6 separate regions of the Mus musculus genome follow, and all the other regions are linked to region 1. The links are chromatin contacts, called in public Micro-C and promoter capture Hi-C maps. All regions are on one chromosome and are shown on one strand. The core of a region is the stretch at or near the end of the contact, and the rest is flanking DNA. Distances in the headings are between cores, read along the strand shown. Region 1 holds the start of Ric1 (RAB6A GEF complex partner 1). Region 2 holds the start of D930032P07Rik (RIKEN cDNA D930032P07 gene). Region 3 holds the start of Slc1a1 (solute carrier family 1 (neuronal/epithelial high affinity glutamate transporter, system Xag), member 1). Region 4 holds the start of Gldc (glycine decarboxylase). Region 5 overlaps 4430402I18Rik (RIKEN cDNA 4430402I18 gene). Region 6 holds the start of Plpp6 (phospholipid phosphatase 6).

The links. Promoter capture Hi-C pulls out the DNA fragments that hold promoters and counts their contacts. A called contact is a pair of places that touch in the nucleus more often than the background predicts. Capture Hi-C pulls out chosen DNA fragments and counts their contacts.
Region 2: a promoter capture Hi-C map of adipose tissue shows a contact between it and region 1, with 2.5 times the contacts expected there. A contact is called at or near these places in 2 of 39 promoter capture datasets (3T3-L1-derived adipocytes and frontonasal cranial neural crest), 1 of 130 datasets of targeted methods (pancreatic cancer cells) and 1 of 9 other capture datasets (adipose tissue).
Region 3: a Micro-C map of embryonic stem cells shows a contact between it and region 1, with 4 times the contacts expected there. A contact is called at or near these places in 1 of 39 promoter capture datasets (hippocampal neurons), 2 of 484 Hi-C or Micro-C datasets (embryonic stem cells and uterus) and 1 of 130 datasets of targeted methods (embryonic stem cells).
Region 4: a contact with region 1 is called in a Micro-C map of embryonic stem cells, with 3 times the contacts expected there. A contact is called at or near these places in 1 of 484 Hi-C or Micro-C datasets (embryonic stem cells) and 2 of 130 datasets of targeted methods (embryonic stem cells and large pre-B cells).
Region 5: a promoter capture Hi-C map of the HPC-7 cell line shows a contact between it and region 1, with 2.4 times the contacts expected there. A contact is called at or near these places in 4 of 39 promoter capture datasets (the HPC-7 cell line, cranial neural crest, liver and 1 more) and 4 of 130 datasets of targeted methods (acute myeloid leukemia, bone marrow-derived macrophages, large pre-B cells and 1 more).
Region 6: a contact with region 1 is called in a promoter capture Hi-C map of liver, with 5 times the contacts expected there. A contact is called at or near these places in 8 of 39 promoter capture datasets (the 3T3-L1 cell line, the C10 cell line, cranial neural crest and 5 more), 2 of 484 Hi-C or Micro-C datasets (CD8 T cells and ECoMG-derived neutrophils), 20 of 130 datasets of targeted methods (acute myeloid leukemia, astrocytes, bone marrow-derived dendritic cells and 16 more) and 3 of 9 other capture datasets (adipose tissue, liver and pancreatic islet).

Annotation. Positions count from the first base shown.
Region 1 is chr19:29,520,680-29,523,965 of GRCm38.p6, reverse strand. It overlaps Ric1 (RAB6A GEF complex partner 1), which reads right to left and starts at 1,684. Exons shown (of 26, transcript NM_001081319.1): 1 at 1,300-1,684. The coding sequence starts at 1,443. A930007I19Rik (RIKEN cDNA A930007I19 gene) reads left to right here and starts at 1,979. Exons shown (of 4, transcript NR_015567.3): 1 at 1,979-2,076; 2 at 2,997-3,118.
Region 2 is chr19:28,676,459-28,679,744 of GRCm38.p6, reverse strand. It overlaps D930032P07Rik (RIKEN cDNA D930032P07 gene), which reads right to left and starts at 1,521. Exons shown (of 5, transcript NR_045330.1): 1 at 1,440-1,521. It overlaps Glis3 (GLIS family zinc finger 3), which reads left to right. Exons shown (of 11, transcript NM_175459.6): 1 at 1-149.
Region 3 is chr19:28,833,345-28,836,630 of GRCm38.p6, reverse strand. Slc1a1 (solute carrier family 1 (neuronal/epithelial high affinity glutamate transporter, system Xag), member 1) reads right to left here and starts at 1,496. Exons shown (of 12, transcript NM_009199.3): 1 at 1,299-1,496. The coding sequence starts at 1,389. The region is part of intron 2 of Gm52404 (a long non-coding RNA gene); the gene reads left to right.
Region 4 is chr19:30,173,959-30,177,244 of GRCm38.p6, reverse strand. It overlaps Gldc (glycine decarboxylase), which reads left to right and starts at 1,804. Exons shown (of 25, transcript NM_138595.2): 1 at 1,804-2,254; 2 at 2,743-2,821. The coding sequence starts at 1,985.
Region 5 is chr19:28,939,133-28,942,418 of GRCm38.p6, reverse strand. 4430402I18Rik (RIKEN cDNA 4430402I18 gene) reads left to right here. Exons shown (of 14, transcript NM_001374140.1): 9 at 605-707; 10 at 3,250-3,284. Among named protein-coding and RNA genes, the nearest start is that of Plpp6, 23 kb to the left of the region's middle.
Region 6 is chr19:28,962,376-28,965,661 of GRCm38.p6, reverse strand. It overlaps Plpp6 (phospholipid phosphatase 6), which reads right to left and starts at 1,742. Exons shown (of 1, transcript NM_028922.3): 1 at 1-1,742. The coding sequence starts at 1,661. The coding sequence ends at 783. 4430402I18Rik (RIKEN cDNA 4430402I18 gene) reads left to right here. Exons shown (of 14, transcript NM_001374140.1): 3 at 1,989-2,126.

The DNA.
Region 1 (3,286 bases), core at 435-2,934:
AACTATGTAATAGTAAAAGAGAAACCAATTAAATTGCTTAAATTCTAGCATCGGTTTTACCACAGCTGTGTGTGCGGACAATCAAGGGCATTATCAGCACACCATGGTAATAAGCAGAGATCTAAAGGGTTTAACCAAACCAAAACCAGTGTTTCACATATCTAGCAAGGGCAAGGTCAACCAACCTCTAGTCTCTTTTCAAGACCACCACCACTCTGACATCAATTAGTACTGTCTCTCTGAATGCAGTGTGTGGGGGGGGATCTTAAAACTCAGAATTCTGTAATTTTTACAGATGTCCAGGAGCAACAAAAACCGGACGGGGGCTAGCCCATTCACCCCTTACTTTTTCAAGTTAATTCTCTTATCTACTCGGAACTCAAGGCACGGGAGGAAAAAAAAAAAAAAGCCAGGCTGAAAGCAAAGAATTCTGACCCCATGCTCTTTCTAAGCCTGGAAATAATAATTTCCAGGTGCGGCGCGGACAGACGTGAGCTCCCCGACTCTCCAACCATCCCAGCAGAGCTCTCCAGAGTCCAAGAGCAGCCAAGAAAAGGACTGGAGTCCGTGATGTGTGGGGGAGACCCGGAGCTAAAGTTACCAGATATCTACACTCAAACCCAACAAGTCTTTAAGTTTTCAGAAATCAATTACCACAGGACTGTAAATTCTGACACTTGGTAAAGACCAACAGGCTTTCCGGAACTCCACTAAACAACAACCTTTAAAGCAGGGGTGGGGGGTGGGGGAGCGGGGACGCCACAGCTGCCGGAGTGCTGGGGGACGCTCCAACAGATTGGCTCGGCGGCAATGGGGGCAGAGAGGCAGGCAAGTCTGGGCTCCGCCAGGGAGCTCCAGGCCTGGCGCGCGGCTGTGGGTGCCACGCGGGGACTGGGGTGCAGTGGAGACTGTCCGCGCGCGGCTCCAACTCGAGAGCGAGGGTCGCTCGGGGTAAGTCGGGACCGGCTGGGGTCGCTCGGGGGTAGTTAGTTGGGACGGGACCGCCGTCGCTCCCTCGGAGGGAGTCGGGACTGGCCGGGGTCGCTCGGGGGAAGTCGGGACCGGTCCGGGGTCGCTCGGCGGCAGTCGCGCCAGTTCCAGGGTCACTATAGGGAGGGTGATCAGGATGGTTCTGGGTTCGCCCGGGGTTAGTTGGGACCGGACGGTGGTCGTTCGGAGGGAGTCGGGACGGGGCCAGGGTCGCTCGGGGAGAATCGGGACTAGATCCGGGCCTCTCTGGGGAAGTCGGGACCGGACAGGGGCCGCTCGGGGGAAGTCGGGACGCCGGCGCCTACTTACTCGGCTGTACCAGATGCTGAGGCGGGCCGGGGCCAGCACGGCGAAGAACGCTCTCCGAGGGTCAGACTGGACGTGGAGCGGCGCCTCGGCCGGGCTCCGCGGCGCGCAGAGCAGCCTCTTGGGCCAGCCGCTCAGGAAATACATGGTCCGCGCGCGGCCCCGACAGCCCCCCGGCGGCCCCGGCCGTGTCTGTCACGCTCGGCGGCCCCGGGCCAGGCGCCCACCTCCCACACCGCCACCGGCCGAGTCGGCGGCGGCGACAGCGGCAACTCGGGGCATCTGCCCGGGGGCCGGGCCGGGCCGGGCCGACGCGATGCTGCGCGACGCAGTCTGGGACGCTGACCGGCCGAGGGTGGGGGAGGCGGGCGGCCAGTGGGCCCGCGGCGGGAGGAGCCGAGGCCGGCCCGCCCCGCTCGCCGCTCGCGTCAGCACGCCGCACGGCGCGGGGAGGCTCCGCCCGGCTCCCTCGGACCGCCCCGCGTCAGAACGCAGGCCGCGGGGCAGGACGTCGAGGGCTCGGGACGCCTTGCTGGCTGGCGACCTGGCGCGTGGAGCTGGGGACCGGGATGAGGCGACAGGCTCAGTCAGTGACAATCGGAGCGGCCGGGCCCACTTGCACGATCCCTGGATTGGCGCGACCTCCGGGGTTGAAGGGGGCGGGGCGAGCGGAGCGCGCGTCACGTGACTCCCGGGCTGCGCTTGGAGCTGGGTCTCTGCGACTCCAAGGCTTGGGGTTCGAGTCTGTACCCACAAATCCTTTGTGTGCTGCGGTTTAAAGTGAGAGCTGGTGATGTCCCTGGCCGTACAGAGCTTACATTCTAGGCAGGCTCTTTATTCAGTCACTAAAGTGCTTCAGTCTTGTCTGCCTGTTTAGTTATTAATGCTAGGCGAAGCCAGATGGGGTCTTTTGCAGCCCCAGTAAACTGTTCAGGAAAAGAAATGGACTTAGGTTTTGTGTTGATCCAGACTGGAGATACCGTATTGATGTTTTTAATTTGGGGGTTGGGAGGAATGAAGGGGTGCTCAACTTTTGGACCTGGAACCTTAAAAATAGCTGCAGCTTTTTGTAACTCTTTCAAAGTTTAAAAGTAACAACAAAGTAACAATCCGGATTTTAATAACAATGTAACTTTCCGTAATTGTTCTAACGCTTGCTTTTCGAAGACGTTGACTAAAGTCCCAGCTCACTAGCCTTTTGTTTCCAGAGGATCTCCTAGAATCTCTGTCCTGGTGTGTCCCACAGGCCAACACAGCATTCCTGGGATATTTTAAGCAGAGCAGACCTGAAAACTATTTTTCAGATTTTCATCTGTGTGGACGGAATCTTGATGATCCGAGTTACACCCGCTGGATAAATCAAGAGGTCCAGAGAGGTCTCTGCCTTGCCAATATAAAATCATAGAAGAACTTCGTTGTCTAGTACTTTTCAGACAGAGTTGTACACGTGGCAGAGGAAGTGAAAATGTGCTGCAATTCCATTGAGAATGTTTGCTCTACCTCTACTTCAGTGTGTTCATGTGCCTCACCAGTGTGTCTGCAATCATGGGCAGTGTAGATGTTTCTAAGTAATTTTTAATTGTTTTTTTTTTTGACCTCACTTACTGGTGAGCTTCTGGGTGGGATTCTCCTCCTGTGATCTTTTGTAGCAGCTAAGGTCTACAAAAAAATTAAGAGGATGCTTTGATTTAATTCCACAGAAAACCACAGATGATGGTGCTGGATCATCGCTAGTTAAAGTGCTGGATATGCCCAAGGTCACATGGCCTAAGAAAAACTGCTCTCCCTTCCAAGGACCCAGCAGTCTTTAGACCAGCTCAAGGTGAAGTGTGAGAGTGGCCTGAACATGGACAGGAGGAGGAGACCCTCTGGTCCTTTCTCACTTGGGAGTGATGGGTAAAATATCTCACTGTAAATCTCCCTAAGTGTTACCCACTGTGACTGAAACGTTATATAATATAGACCGACCTGAGGTTCAAAGATCATACTT
Region 2 (3,286 bases), core at 272-2,771, 840 kb after region 1:
GCGAGTTTTCCTTTCCGAAGGAGGCAGAGCCGGCGTGGAGCGCTGAGGGGGCTCAGCCTCCACCCACGCATCGCTAGTGTTGTCACGAGCGGGCTGGCCGGGAGAAGGGACTCGCTCGCCTAGCTTTGTTGTGGAAATCCGGTTACCTGGTAAGTGGATGCCATAGGAACTTTGTTCTGCAGGCGAGGGACAGAGAGAGAAGGCGCTAGAGAGTGTGGGGGCGGTCAAGCCTGGGGACGCAAACTCGGGATTAGAAAGAGTTTCTGCATGCCGGCTTGGTGGCATTCGCACGGGTTTGAGGACAGGAGCACACCAACTCCCCCAGACTCACAGGGCTTCTAGAGACCTAGGCACACCTTACCGAGGCTGATGGCAATACTCATTTAGCCATCAAACTGGCTGTCAGTTACCTAAGAGCGCGGGGTGTAGACAGAAAGGAAACCAACAAGGTGTGGAAGTTTCGTTTATGAGGGAGAGTCTCCGTGCCTTTTAACTGAAAATACAGGTACCAGAAGGTTACACAATCAGGGCCAGATACAGGGCGAGCACCGGGGTCCTACTTAGGGAAACTTTGGCAAAGTGGGGAGTGATGGGACTTTGAGGTCTTTAGCTCACAGTCGGGGTTGTAGTTGTCTTTTCGGCTTCCACGTGTTTATGGGGCGCCACGAAGGCTGTTTTTCACTTCTCCGTCTCATCCAAGTTGGTGTCCCCATTGTTCAGTGAGGTCCTCGGGTTTGGGGGCACAGCTACTAGTTAGGAGCGGTGCATCGACCCGCAGCCGCCAAGTTTTCAACTGTAACCTCCCACGCCACGAAATCGCAGACACATTCAGACACCTAGCACTCCCCGCCGGGTTTGTCACCTCGCGTTTACATTTTTATGGGCCGGGGACAAAATGTCAGCACTGTTTGGGAAATGTCTGTCTCGAGTCCCGCTTCAAGGCTCCGGTCCCTATAAATGACCCTGTGTCTATTTTGAAGTCGGTCGGGATCACTTTCTGGAAAGCGTGAGTGAGCTGTTGGCTCTCCTAGACACACACCTTGCCCCAAGCAACAGTTCCAAGTTACTCACTAGAGCTGACAAGTCACCCGGGGGACGAGAAACTCACCCAAGTGTCTGAAAACCTTGACCAGGGCGGATTTGTCATCCTACTATGGATGATTCAAGTAGGTACCTGGAGGAAACTTTTGGAGGTTTCCTTTTTTTTTTTCTTTTTTTGGCAAAAAGGTTCGTCGAGGTCGCGCCCTTAGATCTGGTAGTGTGTTTGGGAGGCAATAGCAAAACGACACTCGTGGGGGCAGGGAGGGTAGTCGCCCCGTGGTCCGGACAGGGTCACAGTGCAGGGCCCTATGTACCCCAGTGCGGCTCCGGGTGCTTTGGCCAGCAGGGTCCCCCGCAGCCCGGCTTCCTAACTGGCGGCCTTTCAGCCCCTTACTTACTCAGAAAGTGGTTGCACAACAGGAAGCCGGCACGAGTTTGTTTTGTTTTGTTGCGTTCTCTCGCTCGCGCCGCGGGAGGGGGAGGGGGGAGAGCGGGGGCGGTCTGGTTGCCCAGAGCACCGGGAAGGCTCCACTTCACCTCCGGACCCGCCCCTCGCTCACCTCCGGAGATCCCTGAGGCTAGGACCCAAGACCCCCCGCGGGGCAAAGGTGTGTGGGTGTGCCGTGTGTGGGAGGGTGCTGAGGACCCCAGGAGGGGTGTTCACCCACTGTCCCGGGCCGCACATCTTGACCCCGCACCCCTAGCCACTCCTGGTTCCTCTGCTCTGTGTACCTCCCTTCCTGGCTTGTCTTCCTTGACATCCGCTAGGTCCCATGGGATAGAGTGTAGGGGATCACTTCCGGAATTCTCCAGAGCAGTGCCCGCAGGGACTGCACTCCAGCAATTGCAATTGGAGAGGACACCTTTCCAATTCCTTAGAGCTTTAGGACTTCAACATCTCTTGAATTGGGGGTAGTGGTCTCAGGTGGCCCTAGAGTTGGTGAGGAAAGAGAAGTTTATACAGCTCCCCCCAGTGGACCAGTTCTCTGGGTTATGGGACCCAGAGAAAGAACCCCTGCCAAACTTAAGCATCTAGAAAAAACACTGAGGCTCACAGTGGAGAGCATTTCTTGGCCCGAAGGTGAACTCCAGACAAATGCAAACTCTCTTGTGTCCGTTCTGAAGCTTTGATGAGTCACGATTTCTTCATTGGGAAGTAGCCAGGCCCGGTTCCCTAAATGTCTCCGTGCCCGTTGGACTTCAATTTTTAGACTACGTTAGGAATTTTGATTCATTGTAAAAATGAATTTGGGTTAGTTTAAAAATTCTTACTCCTCCTTTTTCTCTTTGGTTTCCTGTGAGGCTACACAAAGCAGGTGCAGCCTGCAAAAGTTTGCAGAAAAACAATGAAGGCTGTCCCTGGAAATGATCTATAGAGAGAGAACTGTGTGAGAGGGCACCCCCCCCCCTTCTCTAGTGAGAACTGCTGACATTTAAGGCCTTTACTAGGATCTGCTACAGTGTTCATTTAGAGGAGCTCCAGCCCCTCCCCCTTGAACTGAAGGAGGCTTTCTTCCCATTCTTATTGCTACTTAGTTCGTGTCTTTTCTTTCCTGTCAGGACTCAGGCCTCCTTCAGAGTGAGTAATTACTTCTGTGTGCTCTGGGTGGATTCCCTGTCTCCTTGCTTCCCTTGAGGTCAGTTCAGGTAGAGTGGCTTTTCTTCACGCCATCGTTGGTCCATCCAATGTTTCCACCAGTTTCATTGGCGATTCTACCAAAGTTCTTCCGGTTAGCAGAGTTTGGATACCTGGAGTTGTCCCGTTTGGAAAGTGACTCTCCTTGGATGGACTCTGGAGTATACCTAGTGGGGTGGATTTTTTGCCTGACCCAAAAAAAAAAAAAAAAAAAATCCCGACTGGGGACAGTTGAATGGCTGGAAGTGATGCTTTGTAAAAGTTCTGCCTTTCTTCATGTGGCATTCAGGATCATTTGATTTTGGAGGACTGCCAGTGTTCTCTCTCACTAGCTCTCCTCCCCGAAACGCGTCCCCCGTTGCCTTTACTACTAGTAAAGTAGGCCTGAGGGCATTCTGTCTATATTGGCATCATAGTTATTGATCACCGGAGTTGGAATGTTAGTTTGTAATTCTCCAAGATGGCAAGAGTTGTTCTGAAGTTGCTGATCCTGGGAAAGGAGCCAGAACCTACTCTTACCCTTTGTGGAGAAGCCATTTCCTGTGTTTTCTGCAATTATTTCTCTATAGAGGAAGGAAGTTATAGTATAAATAAGGTGCCAATACAGGC
Region 3 (3,286 bases), core at 247-2,746, 690 kb after region 1:
CTTCTGATCCATTCAGTCCCTTGGTAGGAGCTGTTCTTTAAATGTAGTGATAAACCTTTCCCCAAAACGCCCTAAACCACTTGGCACTGGGAAAGTGGACACTAGTGGGTTCTTTTGCACTCCTCTCCTCCCACCAACATCCTCTGTTAATGCGATTCAGGATGTTATTTATTTACTGGAAGCCTGACTTCCCTTTGCATAAGGTTCTGGAGGAACCCATGTGACCCCAAGGATTCCATTAACTTCCAAAGGCATTTTATTTTTGGCGGGGAAGACCTTGGACAGGAGCAGGCAACACCAAGCATTCCCAGACTCAGGAGCAAGGTGCAGTGCCCAGGGAGAAGGGGCTGCCCCATCGTCCCCTTTCCAGCAGAGGCAGCTGTAACTTCCAGATAGAGGGTGGAGCCTGGCTAGGAATCCACTTTCTCTCAAGGTGCACCTGTCCTTACCTGCTGGATGGCCCCACCTGGGGTGTGAAGACCCACAGGGTTCCCACCCTACAGCACATTGCCAAGTTTAGGTTATACAGACAACCTGGCCAGAAAATGAGATTCTAAACACAAGTAACTCAAATCTCTGAGCAATGGCCCGGACATCCACCTAGTCCTGGCTCAGCGGTATGTCAGGCATGGGCCACTTAAATACACCCAAGTGTGAAAACAAATAAAAGCAGCTTATATTATTTTCGATAGAAAAACGTGGTGAGCAGCTTGCCCAGGAGGAAGAAGGGGGTTGGGTTCTCTCAGCGCTGGTTCCCTGTGGCCTCAGTGAACCACAACTGCTGGCTCAGAAATGAGGCATGAATCTGACTGGAGAGGTACCCTCTAAGAAGGTATCTACCCTCTGCTCCAACATTCCCAAGGTCTCCACCATTCCGCGGGCTCAGATGTCTCTTTAAATCTGACAGAGAACAGTAATTCATACAGTCGCGGTTGGGCACGAAGGTGATGGTGGTGGTGGTGATGGTGGTGTGTGCAAGTGGTGGGAACAGTTAAGGATGAAGATCAAATTAAACCCCATTTAACCCCGCTTGTTTTCAAAGGACCCCTGCCCACCTTTCACGCGCCCTCTGATCATTTTGGAGAAAGCAGAGACAGCAGCCCGTGGAGCACCAGTATGGGGGAGGGAGGGGGTTAAGAACATTGTTTCCCCCGGGTGACACCAAAGCGCTCTGGTTGATCTGGAGCTTGGGGGCCCAGTACCGGGGAATGCGGGCAGCGCGTGCCACGCCGAGCCCACCCGGTCCCGCACGCGGCCTGGCCTCGGGCACGCGCCTGGTGCCCCCGCGCGCGACTCACCTAGTACCACGGCGGCCACGGTGGAGAGCAGCAGCCAGTGATTCCGTAGGAAGCGGCGCCAGTCACATCCCGAGCTCGTGGGCTTCCCCATGGTGAGCACTGACGTTTGCGATGAGTCGGGTAGCCTGGCCGATGCGAGATGCGGGATGCAGGGCACAGTGGAGACAACGCGCACCGGCCGCTGTCAGCGCTGCCACTGCCGCTGGGGACCGAGCACGGTGGTTTTGCGTGGCGGGCGCGCCTGGCTCCTCCCGCCGCCGCTCGCTGCAGCGACCGGGCCAACCAGCGAGACGGAGGGCGGAGCGTCCCGGCGGGATGGTGCGCGTGGGGCGATCAAGTCCCCTTGGGCTCCCGGTGGAGGTGTCCCACCGAGGAGCTTCTGACCCACTACGATCCTCACCAGTCTCCTTGGGGACGCACAGCCCTAGCCCAGTGCGAAGGGATTTGATATGGGACGCGTTTCTGCCTTGGGCCTCAGGCTTCAGAGCCACAAGAAGGGACACACTGTCAGAGCAGCTTTGGGGTGACGCACTGTCAGCAGCTTTGGGGTTTTTTTTCCCCACGTGATCTCTGATATTACCTGCGGGACTATTTAATTCTCTGATATTCCCTGCGGGATTATTCTCTGACTCGAGGGTCAGACAGGATCTGCCCGGACCAAGGCTTGGTTGTACACCTTGCGCGTGGGCGTGGTCATCTCTTGCACAACTTAACAAATGCACCCCTAGGGACTCGCCTTGTGGCCATTACTGGGTAATTAAGGCCTGCTGGTGTGGGAAGGTGGGCGGGCCTATTCTATCCCCAAGGCCAAATACCTTACAGGGTGTAGTTGGGAGAATCTGGGTTAGTGTGGTCACACACTTTGCTACCTGAATTTCTTATTCTGGTTTTACTCTTACTTAAGCAGACTCCTTTTTTTTTTTTTTTTTTTTTTTTTTTTTTGGTTTTTTGAGACAGGATTTCTCTGTATAGCCCTGGCTATCCTGGAGCTCACTTTGTAGACCAGCCTGGCCTCGAACTCAGAAATCCGCCTTCCTCTGCCTCCTGAGTGCTGGGATTAAAGGCGTGTGCCACCACGCCAGGTTTTAAACAGACTCTTATCTCCTTAGCATATCACTAACTAAGTGAGCCCTGTGCCCTTTTTGCATTCTGGGGTTTACTCTTTAGTTGGCTGTCAGGGGACTCTCCTTGACCAGATTACTCGACCACTAGAATCCCCCAATTAAAGCCTCATTCTTTTGGTTCAGAGTGATTTTTAAAAACCCTTCAAAAGACAATGGATTAAGCATTATTAACCATGCACACTATACTATGAATGATCTCACCTCCTTTCCAGGTGTTAAATTCTCAAAAGAAAAAAAGAAAAAAATCAGGAGAGAGGAAACTCCCTCGAGATTACTGGTTTCTTGGGGGAAGAGCTGGGAATAAAAATTCCCGAAGAGGGCAAACTATCAAGGAAAAGACTGGAGAGATGGCTCAGCGGGTAAGAGCACTGACTGCTCTTCCAGAGGTCCTGAGTTCAATTCCCAGCAACCACATGGTGACTCACAACCATCTGTAATGAGATCCAATGCCCTCTTCTGGTGTGTCTGAAGACAGCAGCAGAGTACTCATAAGAAAGAAAGAAAGAAAGAAAGAAAGAAAGAAAGAAAGAAAGAAAGAAAGAAAGAAAGAAAGAAAGAAAGAAAGCTTTCTAAAAAAAAGAAAGAAAGAAAGAAAAAGATTCACTCTACAGGACAGAGGAGGAGGAGGGATTGAAGTGAGAAGCCCACCTCCGTGTCTGGTCATTGAACTAATTCCTCCTATATGGGAATGTTGAGGGCGGGGGGAGGCACCCAGAGCTCTAATGAGAAGTTGCTCCAGTCACTGGTTTGCTTGACTCAAAGTTTTTTGGGGTTTTTTTGGGGGTGGGTTTCCTTAAGGGTTCATCCTCTCCACTTGCAGATGACACTTGAGGCCTTAATGAGCTATGCTCAACATCCATTTTA
Region 4 (3,286 bases), core at 555-3,054, 650 kb before region 1:
TCTTGTCTGACATCAAGTATCTACTCACCTTCCTGGAGTATATGCCAACACCTGACTTGGGCTATGGGTCTAGAAGCTAAGGGAGGTTGACAGGTCCTTCCATGGTTAACATGTTTATGGTGAAATTATAGGACCTTCAAGGAAGGTATGGCCAGTCTGTTAAAAAGGAGGAGCTGGTTCAGCAATCAAGGGAGACTTGGGGGAGGAGTGTATTACATTGGGGGTGAGACAAAGCCACATACAACTTCGTCTGTCCACAAATCCCCTATGTATCCAAGATTGACCTTGAACTCCTGATCATCCTGCCTCTCTACCTCTCAAGTATAGTGATTACTGATAAGTACTGCAGAATGCAGCTTACCTCAGTAGAATATGCTGTTCCCAATAATCATGTACATTCCAAACTACTAAAAATGTCCTCATTCTGATGTTTATATAGAAGACCAAATAAAGTTATGAAGTCAGCTTGTGTGGAAATTTGGCAATCCAACACTGGGTCTAAATGATTCCCTAAATATGTGCTTCCTGTAGCAATAGAAATGAAGGGATTCTTTCAGAACATTGGAGTCGTCTCCTCTTCTGACCTGTCATTTTAACCTACAAACTCATCACAGTAGTTAGCCCTCCCTACAAGTCCTTCCACTGGAAGGTCTTAACTTAGCAACTATTTGGTCTAGCAAAGACCTGCCTGCAACAGACACAGTAGTCGCCCCTGAAAGTTTAGGCAACACTGTTTCTTGTGTCTTTCCCAAGACCCAGTTTCTCTTTGCCTTCAACTCTAAGGTCATCGTTAAGGATGTGTATAAAGGTCAGATAGGCGGGTCCCAGGTTCCTGTCCTTGGGGGTCAGCTTCCTGGAGATGCTTTTGCTTTCATTACAGTATCTGTTTAGGTTTACTCAGGAAATAAAAATATAGCCAATATACCAACAGCATACTCATGCATTCCACGTAAAGGAAGACTGAATTTCAGGAATGGGTGCATATCAAACCAGTACAGAGAAGACGAAGGAGACATACAAAGGAGGGAGGGAGAAGACAGGTGCTGGGGTGTAGCTTGGTGCTAGTTGGGAGATCGGGGGTTTGGTTCCCATCGCATCATATCTCAAAAAAAGTGGGGTCAGGGGGATGGCTCAGTGATTGAGAGCACTTGCTACTCTTATGGTTGGGCTATCAGCACCCACATAAAAGCTCACAACAGCCTGTAACACCATTTGCAGGGAATCTGATGTCCACTTCTAACTTCTGCAAGCATTCGGCATGTATGTGATACACAGACAGACATTTCACCCAACACACAAATCAATAAAAAATAATATTAAATCTTTATTAAAAGATTAAAGCATAAGATATTTTAGGGGCTGTGCTCTTTGTCCAGATTTCATAACTATGAAAGAACCTTCCTTTGCCCATAGTGGTTTTCATGAGATGTGACCCTAAAGTCAGTAAGTGGAGACCAGCTAACTATTGGAGTCTTCCTGTCTTCTGTCTCAGTGCATTGCTCCAGGAACTTCACGAATGTTAGGGCTGCCCCAATGGGCCCTACAACCCGGCCAGTGGGCCTATAGAGCATCCCGAACCCCTGTGTAAGAAGAGGGATTTGGGACCTTAAACTTCCAGCATCAGGCAGGGGACTCCACCCTGCTGCTGAAGAGGGGAAAGAAGTGGGAGGAGGTGGGAGACAAGGAGGAGAGAGAAAGGGAGGGCCCTGCCTCGCCCCCGCCCTGCAACCCATTCCCATTGGCTAAAGGTTTCCTGGCTCCATCCTACTGCCCGCCTTCGGGCGCCGCTTAAAGTGTGCGGAGCAGGTGCCTGCTGAGGCGGAGGAACTTTGCAAGAGTTAGTGCAGTTCGCTGTACCCATTCATTGCCCGCAGTGGTCGGGAAGGGGATCCAGGGACTGCGGCGGCCACTCCCGGGGCATTGGGGCCAGAGGAGGGCCGGAAAGCGCTGCTGACCCTCGTGGGCTGGGGAGGTGACGGCGTCCATGCAGCTGTGTGCCAGGGCATGGGGGCTGCGCCTGGGCCGCGGAGCCGGGGGCGGCCACCGCCTGGCTCGGGGCACCGGCTTGAGTTGGGCGCAGCGAAGCCGGGACAGCAGCGGCGGCGGTGGCGGTGGCGGTGGCGGGGACCGCGGCGCGGCTGGGGCCTCGCGCCTTCTGGAGCGCCTCCTGCCCAGACACGATGACTTCTCCCGGAGACACATCGGCCCCGGAGACAAAGACCGGAGGGAGATGCTGCAGGCGCTGGGGCTGGCGGTAAGGCCCTCCACCCTCCACCCTGCCGGAGCTCTGCCCGCTGGGCCTCCCGGCTCCCACCTTGCCTTCCTCCTCCGTCCCGGGCCCCAGCTTGAAAGCGAGCTCGCTCTTAATCGTGGTGCCTTCTCCTCTCTTAACTTTTACTCTGTTCTCGCTCTTCTAAAGTGCATTTAAAAAATATCCCCAACTCCAGACGAACCCTAACTTTGCAGGAAAAGAAGACTCCCTACTTAGAGTACATTAATCCGGTCAGCTCCAGTTGCAGCTCCCGAACCCGGAGTAGCGGATTTACCATCCGGCTCCATCATTTTTTTTTTTTTTCCTCCAAAAGATTTCTGCTTCCTGATGTTTCACTTTAAAAAGAACTCTTAATTAGACGATTTAAATGAAGTTCCTACCAGCCTTTGAAGATAAACTGAAGTGGCTCTCTTAACTCAGGCTCTTTGCTCTGACTGTCCTGTTCACCAGCTTGCGTTTTTAAATTTTAGAGCATTGATGAGCTCATCGAGAAGACGGTCCCCGCCAGCATCCGCTTGAAGAGACCCTTGAAAATGGAAGACCCTATTTGTAAGTGGCCGGGAGGACTCTCAGGGGTTCCGCTGCTCTGCCTTCTATAATCTCTGTCCGGCTTTGGGGTTGGATTGCTCAGTACTTGACAGGCCCTAAACCGCTGGGATTTTTCTTCCCTGAGGAAAACCTATGTAAGCCCCTTTCATGGTCTTTATCCCTGAGTTGCTGGCGAGGCACCTACAAGCTTTCCCAAAGAAGGCTTTGCAAAAGACACGTGTTGGATTAGAAGTCTCCACCTCATGCACGCCCACCGGAAGGGCTTTTTGTTCCTTTGAGCTGAGAAGGTAGTTATCTCAGTAGATCAGGTGAGACTTCCGAAAGGACAAAGGAAATCACCTGAGGTCCTGCAGCTAGAGAAGAGACTTATTTGGAAGGGGACTTAGACTTCTCAAAGTCACGAGAATTTCAAATTGTTCTGTCTCACATCGGTTTCCCCTCTCACCCTCACCCATCTAAAGGCAG
Region 5 (3,286 bases), core at 514-3,013, 580 kb after region 1:
CATAACAATAAAAATTAGCATTGTAGACTGCCTCACCAATAAAATAAACAAAACCTTCAAAGTCTAGCTTTATGCCGCAGAGGAATCTCCTTTTGAAGTATTTTGATCTGCTTTCGCAGATTGTGTTTACCAATTTTGTTTTAGGAAAATGTGGTCTGTCACTTTAAGTAAGAGAGTAGTTAGTGCTATTGTGTTTTAAAAGAATCTAGACAGCAGACTGGAAGGGAATCTAGCCAATCTCTTGATTTCTGGAATACTCTGTCCAGTTCAAAGGACTCCAGGCTGGATTGGTGGCTCACACCTGTAGTCACAGCATGCAGGAGGCAGAAACTTTGGGCACTGTCTTTTCATCATTACCAGTTCTGAGAACGTGTCTTGTGTCTAGCTTCAGTTCTCTTTGCTCACCGTTGACACGCCCTCATATCTAGCCTCCGTGGAGATGGTGGACAGTTTCTTCTGTGGAGTAAATGTAACATACGTGGAGACTGCGAATTAGATTATTTTTCAAGACTCTCTTTGACCGAGGTGGAAAGGCATCATGGGTAATAAGACAGTGATCCAAGAGACTGTAGGTGATGAAACTTGGTGCTTCCTTCACTTTCAGGTGGACAGTGGGAACCCATTTGGTGAAAATAATTTGGAGCACTGTTCGAAGAAGTCCAGAAGAAAACCTAAGTTAATAAACTTTGATCTTTCGAAGAAAAGAGGTATTTGAGTTTCTTGTTACTCACATTCCCCAGTGAGCACCATTGCATTCCACTAAGCCTCTTTCCCTCTGAGGAACTCCAGGTCACTCTGGAAGCTGTGGGCTTGATTCTCAAGGTCTTTCTAGCTATGGCATTCATGTGGGGCAGAAGAACTAAGAAGCAGTTTGTTTTCAAGTTGTCCCTGGATACTTGAAGGGGACAGAGCTGGAGGGTGTGACTAACCACATGTGGCTACAGCCCCTGGCTAGGCTGGCAAAGCAGACCGCAGCTTGCCCTCCTGTAAACTCTACACAGGCAGCTCTAACAGTTAGCGAATATATTTGTTTTGCTGTTTCTTTCTGAGGGGAAGGAACAAGAGACTCACGACACTCGCTGACCAGATTCTGTGTTAGTGAGGGGGGAGCCAGCTCTCTGAAGCAGTTAGACTAAGGTAGCTAACTGTCTTTAGTGCTGTGGATTTCAGGATCTTATGCATTTGTAAATGATACTGGGGACTTTAAAAGAGCTTCGGTTGGTGTGGATGATGGCTATCGACATTTAGCATGTTTGAAATTGGAGTTGAGTAATTACAAGATGTAGTACACCAGCAGAGAAGTTACTAACCATTAGACCAGTTATGTTATGATGTGTTGTGGTGGCTTTTTGTTAGACTATGGGAGGATAAGACTGAGAGGAATAAATCATGTCTTAGTGTAATTATGAATGCAAGCTTTAATTGGGAGGTTTTGTAAAAGGTCTTGAAGGGACCCCTGTCCCCCACTGAGGTCTCTAGACTACACACTGATAGACAGTGATTGGAATGTGTGATTCTGTCCCTAGTAAAGGGCATAGCAGCTTGCCCGGAGTTCTAAGTCTCGACAGGGCTAGTGATGGTCCCCTCTGTTACCTCCTGGTAGGACTGATTTGCCATGTTCTCACACTGGCATTCCCTGTGTTAGGCTTAATGGTTTGTGCCTTTAAGGGACTGTAGAGGGTTTTATGCTAACTCAGGCCAGTGTTCTGAGTGCAGAGTGACAGATCCCAGCTGAGCACTGACAGAGTGTGGGGCTGAGAGGGGAAGTGCTTCCTCCCATCTGAGAGTTAATTTAAGCCCTGCCACTGAAGGTCACTGGTGCAGCCTGTAAAAGCGGTGCCATCCTTCCTGTTACACTGAATGCAAGCAGCGGCAAATGTCCTTTCCTAGAAGAGAGGGTCGAGCTTGATGCTGACTTGCATCTGATGGCGCCCATTCGCCATGCTTGTCCTGGTCTTTGCCTGGCAGGAGAGGGGTTTGCAGAGGTTACCATGTCAGTGCAAGTCACACATCAAGCCCTCAGCAGAGCTACAACCTGCATACAGTCAGATCTCTGGAATTAGATTCTGGAATCCCTGTGGCTTGCCAAGCTATCTGCGTTTGGGTCATCTCCAGGCCTGTGGGAGAAGAAAGCCATGCCTCCAAACTGCAGCTCTTGATTCTGTGTTGATGTGAGGCCTCTGAGTCCTTTTCTCACAAGCTTCTGGCTGGTCCTCACACTGTTGGGTTATGGCTTGCCCTTTGAGAAACAGAGGTCAAAAGCCGACCAGATGTTGATGAGTTCTAAGCTCACCATGCAGGGGAGTCCCCAAGGAGTTCCTACGCCTCAGGCTAGTTTTGTACCTTTAGCTGCAAGGGACTTTGCTGATTCCTAGCCCAGCTTAGGGTGGAGGGTTTCCGGGGCTGTGTGCATACACAGAGATGCGAGTGCTCAGGCAGAAAACACGTCAGGCTTTAAAAATCTCTTCTTATTTCTTTCTTATTACTATTGCTGCTATAGGGTGAACCAGGAGTTCAAAGAATGTCGTTAAACCTGGGGGGAGGAGGGAAATCTACTTGCTTTTTGTTTTTCTCCATGTGTGTTTATTATTTTTAGAATAATAAAATATTTAGTACTGCAATATTTGGCTTTGTTTTGGAACTAGGGTCTCATACAGGTTAGGCTTTATTACCTTATTTATTACTTTATTTTCTAATCATTCTTGCCGCTCACGAGTGTGAGGTCTGCTTATCTCTCATACTTTTAGGGTAATGGCAGTGATTTGTGGTTTAGGTACATTGTGCTTCATATGTATCCATTGGCTCGACTTTATATTCACCTTTACCTTGGACAAGAATCCTCAAGAGCCAGAAACCAGCAAGGACTGATGAGGCAGAGCACAGGAACTTTATATCAGACTCATATTGCCTTCTTCAAAGCTCTGCACATCTGGGCAAATATGTTTTCTTTCTTTAAGGCTGTGTAAGACTCTTGAACTTCTGATCCATGGCTTGTTTGTCCCTTAACCCCTTTCCAGCTGTACTGTCGCTGAAAATAACAGCTAGACTGTGGACCCCAGGAAGACAGAAAGGCCCTATAGAAGTGCAGGGGAGACTCGGTTGTATCTCGGAACTTACAAGGGAGCACTTTAGTTCTTTTGCTGTCCAATTATGGTCTAAACTCTTGTTTCTGCTATGGGATGAATGTGTCAGCAGTTTTAGAGCTAGCTGATGATAATGAGTTCCTCACCCTATTCCTCTTTCTTCTAGCATCTTCTCTTGACAGCCTGGAGGCGAACATAAAGGT
Region 6 (3,286 bases), core at 493-2,992, 560 kb after region 1:
GCAGCTCAGCTTCTTGCCCCCTGGTATGCTACTTGTCCATGGGACTAGGAAACAAAACAGTAGGCTCATACTTACATTTCTGTGGGAACCTTAGACAAGCCCACCTTTTGAATATGTCTTCTTCCATATCTTGGTTTGTTCTATGAGTGCTAAAAGATAACGTTAAATAGTAGTAGAAGTTAACTATCTAAAGATCGTTTGAGAGGTACTGGGAGCAGAAAGGAAAATACTCTGTGGAACCTCTTAACTACCAAGTCCACAAGGGTGGGAGAGCTTAAAGGAATCAGAAGAAGGAAAAAGCTCCAATTATGGCAACATATTCAGAGAGTTAAATTGGAGAAAAAAAATCTGTTTTGAACTTTAAAATTATTGTTTAAAATTTACTGCAGGTAAAGGGTGGGAATAGCACATGGTTTATCTAGCTAATGGCTCTTAAATTTTAATTTACAAGTAATAACATTGTTTTTTTGGGGGGTGAGGGGAATTACTCATTAACGTTGTCAACTTTAAGTAAATAGCAATCATACAGTCAGCCAGCTTGATTTCTTTACAGTTGTCTTGGTGATAAATAGCTGTCAAATACACAGTAGACTTTGTTTCTCAAGTATGGCCGTGTTCAGTAATAGCCAGCATGCGCTCCGGTCTAGGAACCTGTCAAGACAGTGGGATCCCAGAATTCCCAAAGTTGCCCAGAGGGGCAACTAGATGGCTCTGGCTTAGGTCAGCATCCTCGAGTGTGGAATCCTTCAGACCTCAAGGTGTCAATAATCAATGAGATGGTGTCACTGTTGATTCCACAGTACAAAAAGAACTGGAACATTGTGGGGTGACAGCCAGCAATAATCCACAATGCTGTACTGCATGTAGCCCAGAAAAAAGCCAAAAGCCACATCAGTGACGTTGTGCCGCCCGAGCATGACCCTAGAGAGACCCAAGACGAAGGCCCACAGGACCACCAGCACCCTCAGTGGAATGGCCAGTACCAGGTGGTTTAGGATAAACCGCGACACCAGGGCGGCCCTCGTGGCGTGGCCCGAGGGAAAGGAGTACCTGTCCACCGAGAGGGTGAAAAACATGTCCTTTTGATTGTGCGCGGGTCGGCGCCTGCGGACCAGCCCTTTAATCACAGCTACCAGCAGCAGGTCCAACAGCAGGGCGAAGAGCAGGTTCATCAGCACTTCGCGCCCGGCCCAGCTGTCGCTCCTAAGCAGGCAGTAGAGGGTGCCCAGCAGCCAGGGGATGCCATGCCCTGAGATCTCCAGCAGCTTCATCAGGGGCCGCACGCTGCCCCAGGCCGAGCTCTCCCCAGCACACACCCCCAGCTTCTTGGACAGCCACAGGTCGATGGCCAGCAGGGAGCGCAGGGCGATGCCCAGGAAGGACGGGTTCAAGTTCATGCGGGCGTCCTCCGGCGGCGGGGCCGGGGCTGCTTGTGCGGGGCCCGAGGCGGCCAGCGGGAAGGAGCCGCGCCGGTGCACCGGGCTGTCGGACGCGCGCAGCCGAGCGCAGGCGGGGTCCGCGCCCGCGCGGCAGTTCAGCAGCGATTGGAACTCGAACCTGCCGCCGCCGCTGCCACCGCCGTGGGCCGGGCTGCCCGGGACGCTGCTTCCGCCCGAGGAGCCCAGCGGCCGTCCCTCGATGGTCCTCCGGGGGCTCGGCATCGCGGAGGGAGGCCGGTCCCGGGGACCCGGGCAGACCGGAGACAGGCTTCCCAGCCCGTCAGCCTCTTCCGCTTCCGCACTGCCATCCCGGAGGGCGGGCCGAGGAGCCGAGCCGCAGAGCACGATTGTGACACCTGGCGGAGACGTGGGAGGGAACCGGGAGTACCAGCTTGAGGAGAGGTGGGAAGTGCAGGTGAAGGACGCAGTGATGGCGTCATTTCAGAGCTGTGGGAGGTTAGGATAAACAGCCCCTCTGCACAAAAAAAAAAAAAAAAAACAAAAAACAAAAAAAACCAATCCCTTGATTGCCCTCCTCTTCTTTTTAAGATTTCTTGCCCCGGAGTGTTCCTGCCGGACAAGGAAGCTGTGTACCTTGGAGTCTACCTTCTGAATCAGTACCTGGAGACAGACTGCTTTCCCCCTGTGTTCCCTGTTGTGATTCAACAGAGCATGAGATTTGTAAAGGTGATTTTGACTTCTCAGTGGGTTTTGCTGTCTGAAACCAGTTTAATGGTCATAAAGAATAGTGGTTTTGTACATTTATTCCCCGCCCCCCCCCCCCTTTTTTAACACAGTGTAAAAAGTACAAGCGGCCTTGAGGCAAAAACCATAGTTTGGAAGTCTTGCTTTTTGCAATGCAGGCCTGAGCCAAGTTCTGTCAATTGAGTGCTAAATACCCTGGTGGATGCTTTCTATTCTTGGAACTCCCATGGCATTTTCTAACTGGAGCAGAGAGCGTTTCTGAATGTTCTTGGAGGTGTTAGAGACAGTTGCATTGCATTTATGAAAGGGGCTATTAATAAACTGCAGATCTTAAGAAAAACTTTCTTAAGCTTGGGAAAATAACTTAAAACTATAACCAAATCAGCTGTACCTGGTAATTGAAAGCCTGTAACTAAACAAGAAAGCTGTTCATATTTTCTGAGTTTCCTTAAGTCATGTGCGTGTTATATAACAATAGTAGTAAGGGCTAGATTCCATTCCAATGAGTGCAATTGTGATTTTAAAAATTGTAAAAATCACCGGCCAGGGCTTCCCACTGCAGTATGCTGCTGACTATTCAATACTCTGCAATCACCAACAACACCCTAAGGTTCTGGTTTTAGCTTTGGAGTTGAAATTGGAGTAATCTTTAGTAAACCTAGTGGTTTTGCCCAGGGTCCCCTAAGGTGGACTTTTGGGGTGGAGGGAAGATTGTACATATCGATCCTAAAGTCTGGAAGATGTTTTCCAGAAACCTACCTATTTCTTGTAATCCAAGGATGAGAGAAAAGATGCGTTTTTAAAAACTGCAGCCTGTTCATTGGAAAAACGTCCGTGAAACTGGTTGGGTAAAAGTGATTGGATATTATCTTGGGAAATAGTCAGAACCCAGATGGTCCTACTGGCCATATGTGGGTGATAGACATGGTGTGAAGTAGGTGCTGAAAATGACCCCCACCACTTTCCCCACTCACCAGTTGCTGGCCCTGTACCAGACTTCTAAGATAGAATTGTAAGAGGTGCATAGATATGAAATTATTCTAACAGGGCATGATACATCCATCAATACCTTGGGAACTTAACTTAATCTGACCACCTCTGTTTTTAAAAAAGAGAATGCCTGAGATTCACAATTTAGATGC